Regions from separate parts of the Sus scrofa genome. Here region 1 is linked to region 2. A link is a contact called in public HiChIP or PLAC-seq data. All regions are on one chromosome and are shown on one strand. The core of a region is the stretch at or near the end of the contact, and the rest is flanking DNA. Distances in the headings are between cores, read along the strand shown.

Evidence for each region. HiChIP or PLAC-seq counts read pairs in DNA pulled down with a chosen protein or histone mark.
Region 1: an H3K27ac HiChIP or PLAC-seq map of skeletal muscle shows a contact between it and region 2. The contact joins two enhancer-like sites. A contact is called at or near these places in 1 of 5 promoter capture datasets (liver), 11 of 47 Hi-C or Micro-C datasets (alveolar macrophages, embryonic fibroblasts, fetal skeletal muscle and 4 more) and 1 of 2 datasets of contacts at active chromatin or transcription factors (skeletal muscle).

What each region holds. Positions count from the first base shown.
Region 1 is chr7:57,216,586-57,219,383 of Sscrofa11.1, forward strand. No RefSeq gene overlaps it. Among named protein-coding and RNA genes, the nearest start is that of TSPAN3, 30 kb to the left of the region's middle. Within about 2 kb of position 1,391, at least 8 of the 83 cell types and tissues checked have an H3K27ac peak or open chromatin away from gene starts, as enhancers often do. A contact at or near this core is called in fetal skeletal muscle and skeletal muscle, where this site is marked.
Region 2 is chr7:57,135,875-57,138,835 of Sscrofa11.1, forward strand. It overlaps PSTPIP1 (proline-serine-threonine phosphatase interacting protein 1), which reads left to right. Exons shown (of 15, transcript NM_001244186.1): 6 at 2,387-2,449. Among named protein-coding and RNA genes, the nearest start is that of PSTPIP1, 34 kb to the left of the region's middle. Within about 2 kb of position 1,512, at least 3 of the 83 cell types and tissues checked have an H3K27ac peak or open chromatin away from gene starts, as enhancers often do. A contact at or near this core is called in fetal skeletal muscle and skeletal muscle, where this site is marked.

The sequences.
Region 1 (2,798 bases), core at 141-2,640, 81 kb after region 2:
TGGGACAGCAGCCGGGAGGCCTGCCTGGCAGACGGGGGGCTGGCTGGGGTCTGGTCAGTGACAAGCCTGACTGGGTGGCAGGACTGACAATTCTGGGGCAACAGCAGGGAGGGTGGGGGAGAAAGGCCATGAGCTCTGGGAACTGGGAGGAGGCGCTGGACCATCTGAGGACAGATCTTAGCTCCCTCACCAGGGATTTGGGGTAAACAAAACCTCTCTGGCTTGTCTTTTTATGGATAAAATAGGGGTAATTCTAGAACCCTCCTCATAGGGTTTTGAAAATAAAATTAAGCTGGTTCAGCACCAAGGAGCTCTCCCTTGCTCCCCTTTGAGATCTTACAGTCCTTCTGGTGTCCTGGCTGCTTACAGGGCAGAGGAAAGAGCACTGACTAGAAGGCGTGCGGATCTGGGTTTAAGGCCTGCCTCTGGTTAGTTGAGTGGAGATGGGCAGCCTGGAGCCTTCTCCATGGATGGTTGTGAGGATGAAGGGTACTCTCACCTCTGCTACTGTTAACACCCCCACCTCCCACCGGCCGCAGCCTGGGGCTTCTCCGAGCAGCTTGAGCAGTGCCCGAGCCAGCTGCACAGTGTGAGGCAAAGGCCGGCTGCCCAGCCCTGGAGCAGGCCCAGTGTCAGGAGGCTGAGGAGGATGAACCTGAACGGCTCAGAGCCTGAGGGAGGGAGGCCTGTAGAGCCCTCAGCTTGGGGAGCATGAGTGGCCTAGTCCTGGAAGGCTGTGGCAGCGTGGGTAGGATGGTTTCAGATATGCCCCTGGCAGCATGGAGCAGGCAGGAGAGGTGCTTAGGGGGAGAGGACGGGCCAACGATGAAGCGCAGGCCTGCAGGTTTTCACTCTGCCTAACCTCCAACCCTGGTTCCAGGACTCCAGCTTGGGGAGTGGTGGGTGGTGCTGATGGCCCCACAGAGCAGAGAGCTCTGCTCCCACTTGGCAGAGATGCAAAGCCCTCTACTCCTGAGGCCCCAGGCCCCATTCACCATGCACATTCCCCAGAAGCCCAGGCGCCCCACTTGCACTCTCAAACGGAGACCACCGCCAGTGCAGCTCCGCCTTCTGGTTGCTTTCACACACCTTCCAGAGGGTGAGGGAAGAGTTAGTTGGGATATGTGTGTGAGAAAAGAGTTATCTAAAAATCACCAGGAGGTCAGGGGTTGCACACAGGCAGCCTGTTTTCACTCAGAGGTTTGCAAATTTGTGAGAACTGGACCTTGGCAACGGATTCCTTCCTGCCACCTTCCCCCCACTCCCTACTGTGTGAAATCCAATTTTTAAGTTTCAGCTGTTAATTACCTTGAGCTGTTCCTCCTGGCAACCTGTGATCCGTCACCTGCAGTTCTCTGCTCCTGAGGCACTAACGAAATTCCTTCCCTCGTAGAGCGCAGGCCCCCTTAAAAGGAAGCATAATTTACTGGGCCTTGGAGAGCAGGCAAAGAGCTCCCAGAGCAGAGGGCACACACTCAGTGCCAGGAACTGGACAGCTTCTCGTGATGGTTAATGCCAGGTGGGAAAGAAATCAAGATTCTTTGTGGCCTGGGTTGAAAGAAGTCAGTTTACAGGCCTGTGGGAGCCAAAGGCGCTATTCAGATGTCAGTGGTCCCTCACCTCTGGACAAGCCCACATCAAAGGGAAGAGTGGTCTTCCTGAGGACCTGCTAATGGAATTGCAAGGGATGGATCCCATGCTGGGCGAGGTGATGGGGGGGAAACAAGGTCTCTCTCCAGTTATACCAAAGGACAGAGTGATCCCATTGGTGGCCTTGCTCTACCTCACTTGGAGTCTGGCTTGGGCAACCCTGAACTGGTCCCACCACCCAGGCCTGTATCTTCAGGGGCCTCAGTTGCTACTCAGACCAGCAGAGCATTAGACCTTGACCTAAGCCTAGTGTGCTCCATCTCTGTGATGTTGAGACCTCTCCATCCCAGCTGTTTGTTTCTGTCTTTGGTTCTTTCCCTCCAGAAGCCCGTGTGCTGCACTCACAGCTAGGGAGGCTAATGCCCCGACCCCTCTCCAGCAAGCAAGCTGAGGCTGGAGCAGGCAGAAGCCATGTCCCTCGGGACTTTTTCTTGGCTTTGCTGCTGACCCCTCAAGGCCCAGGAAACAGAGAGAGCTCTGAGGCCCACACCAATGTGGGTTCTGCCTTCTCAGCAGCATAAAAGTCTGGCAATCACTTTTCTGGAATATCCTTTAAATACCATGTCTGCAAATTCCAGAGCGCTTGCTAGTGGAGAGAAGCAGAAACACTGGGCTGGAGACAGTATCCATGGTAAGGGGTTTAGAGCTCTAAAATCTGGTCTAAATTTAGAGTCTACATGTCTGCACTTTCATCCATTCTACTCTAATAATGTGGCAGCTGTCACTGCCACTGCCCACTGCTGACTCGTCCTGCCTGAGCCTGGTGGCCTCCTCTCTCTACTGAAACATCTGCACATTAGCTTGTCCGCCTTTGTCAGGACACTGTGTGTGACCATATGCCTTAAGGAACAAGCAAAAGATATGAACTGTGTGGCAGATGATGCTGTACAAAGCCCTGTCCTGCTCATACTGTCCGCAGAGCTCTGAGATCTGAGGCTTAGTTACAGCCAGCTAACCACACCTCCAGCACACAATACAAAGACAGGAAGTCTGCATGGTGGCTGGTCACCAGGGGGCGAGCTCACACAGCAAACCCACAGCCTTGCTGGCTCTGGGGGAAGGCTCAAGGCCTTTGCCACCCCTTCCATGCCCAGTCTTCTCGATCTAGGGAGGGAATGAAGAAAAAATACAGCCCAGGTCAGCAGGGA
Region 2 (2,961 bases), core at 262-2,761:
AAGAAGAGGGAAAGACATTAACATTTTTTTCTGAAAAATTTTTATTGACGTATAGTTGATTTACACAATGTTGTGTTAATTTCTGCTGTGCAGCAAAGTGATTCATTTGTACACACGTAGATATTCTTTTCACATTCTTTTCCATGATGGTTATCACACGATATTGAATACCATTCCCTGTGCTCTACAGTAGGTCCTTGTTGTGATCCATTCTCTGTGTAATGGTTTGCATCTGCTAACCCCGAACTCCCAGTCCTTCCCTCCCTCTTGGCAACCACAAGACTGTTCTCTATATCTGTGAGCCTGTTTTTGTTGTGTAGATATATTGACTTGCGTTGGATTTTAGATTCCACATATAAGGGATACCACATGACATTTGTCTTTCTCTGACTTCTTTCACTTACTATGAGAATCTCTAGTTGCATCCATGTTGCTGCAAGTGGCATTATTTCATTCTTTTTTTTATGGCTGATAGTATTGCATTGCATAGTCATTGGTCATTTTGATTATCCTACTTCCACTAGGCTGTAGAGGGTCCCTGACAGCTTGGGGGTATCCAAAGGAGGGGAGTCACCAGAAACTGGTCCTGAGCTGAAGGATCAGGGTTGTTTATCCGGGAGAAAGGAGGACTTGGGCGAGTCAGTCACGGCGGCCATTCTGCAGGGCTGCCTGAGGCTGAAGGGAACAGAGCTTGCAAGTGGTGGGGGTGCTGAGTTTACCTTAGCATCCAAAAGTGCTTTTCACTCATCTGTAGGGTGTGGCTGTCCCTAGATAGAGGGACCGCATGGAAAGGAAGTGGGAGGGATGCAGCAGAGGTTGGATGGGAGGTGGGCTTGGTGACCTCTGTGTCCCAGGGCCCCCTCCCAAACCTGAGACTCTGACTGGTGGAGCTCGTGGCCCTCTGGGAAGGCAGATGGGCCTCAGTGATGAGGGTGGTGCCTTGGACGGGGGCGGGGAGGCCAGCACACAGATGTACTTCTTGCTTGGAGAGGAAGGATCATTGTAAACTGTCCAAGGAACTGGAATGGAAGAATCCATTCAACGGAGCTGGGAAGGGGAAGAAGGAGATAGTTCATGGCTGGGACTGAGTATCCCGGCCAAGCCACTTCCCCTGTCTGTGCCTCCGTTTCCCTCTTGCAGGATGGGACACTTATGTCCACCTCCCAAGTGTTGGGGACCCAGACCAGAACCAGCCCCCCTCAGTCTTCACAGGCAAGGTGCCAGCTCCAATTAGAGGCTCTTACCACAGAAATTCAGTGTGGCTGCACCCCCTGTCTGCCTATCTAGCTAGTTGGGGTTTCAGCCTTTCAGGATTCTAAATCTGGGTTCCTGAGCAGACTGTGGGTCCCCAAAGCCAGCCACAGAAACTGGCCTGGCCTTGAGGTGCAGGAGCAGAGGCCCTCTCTGGGCTGAAACTTGCCTGGGAAACATCTGCTGTGACCATGAGGCCCCAGGATGGCTATTTTGAGCTTTCCTGTGGCCAGTGAGACTGTGATGTCTACAAATAGCTGTTTTGGACAGTGACACCTTCCGCAGAGTGGCCAGGTCCTCCACAAGCAGAGGAGAGCTATGATGCAGTGTGTGGGGAAGACTGCCTGCATGTGTGTGCACACATGTGCATGTATGGACATGTGTGTGTGCCCAGGAGAACATGGGTGTGTGTGTGTGTGTGCACACCTGTGAACACATGCATGTGTCTTGGTGTGTGTGTGTTGGACCAGGTGGCTTCCTGAGGCCTTGTCGCTGACACAGGCCCCACTGTGACCCCAGGCACAACTTGGCTATAGCCCTGACATGAGGGGTGTCTCATTCCCTCATTTCCAGTCCCTGCCAGGCACATCCTCCATCTGAACGAGGAGCACGGGAGGCAAGGTGGGGGTGCAGAGGCCCCGTGTGCCTGCGTGTGTGGCCATGACTAAATTTGGAGTGTGTGTTCACCTGTGTGCAGAGGCTCATGGCAGGGGGGGTGGCACTTGGGAGAGGTGTGTGAAGGCCTTGTGTGTGCAAGTATGAGCAGTAGGAACCTTTTAGCGTGTACTTCTGCGCATGGGTGGAACTCTGTGCGCATGTGTACACGGAGCATGATGGCTGTATGCGGGTACAGGGGCGCATGCGTGCGTGCAGGCTGGGTGTCCCCAGCTAGAGATGAAGTCTGGACAGGTCAGTAGCGAGAGGCTACGATGGCACATCCGTGCCTCGGGCTCCCCGCTTTCTGCTCTGAGTGCTGGTTGTGAAAGAGCAGGTCCTGGGAGAGGGGGGTCTTGGTGCCACCCCCTTCAGAGCCAGTAGGGGATGCTGGGCCTCATCCCAGGGACACCCGTCCTCTTGGCCTAGGGGAGTGTCCCGAGGCCACAGCCCCACGCTCAGAGCTTCGTGTCCCCCGCAGTTCGAAGCTGTCATGGACCGTGTCCAGAAGAGTAAGCTGTCCCTCTACAAGAAGGCCATGGAGGTGAGTGCCAGGGCCTTGGGCCTGGGGGTGGCAGGGCTCAGGGTGTGGATCCCAGGAGCCCTGGGCGGGCACAAGGGACAGGGCTGGCCTCAGGCCTCTGTCCAGCAACAGGCACAGTGGGGCTGTGCTGGGTCCACCTGCCCTTGGGAGCTCCTCCTGATGGGCAGGTAATTGGTCCCGACAGTGGTCCCCTGGGTCATCCATGCTGGAGCTGGGGACTTGGGGGGATGAAAGGAGTGGGGACCTCTGAACTGTCTCCTAGGACAGAGTAAGGAGGAAAAAAATGGCTCTACAGGAGAGGACGGCATGTGCAGAGGCTGCCCCTGTGACAGTGCAGGGCGTTTTCAGGGCCCTGCTGGTAGTTTGATGTGACCACGCCCCTGAAGAGGCCAGGGCCACAGGCAGGGCTACCCTGTCCCCACTGGGAAGGGGCCTGGGCACACGATGCCCTTCTCCATCTCCATTCTGGACCCCCAGTCCCTGTCTGTGGTGAGGAAGCCCCTGTTCCATCC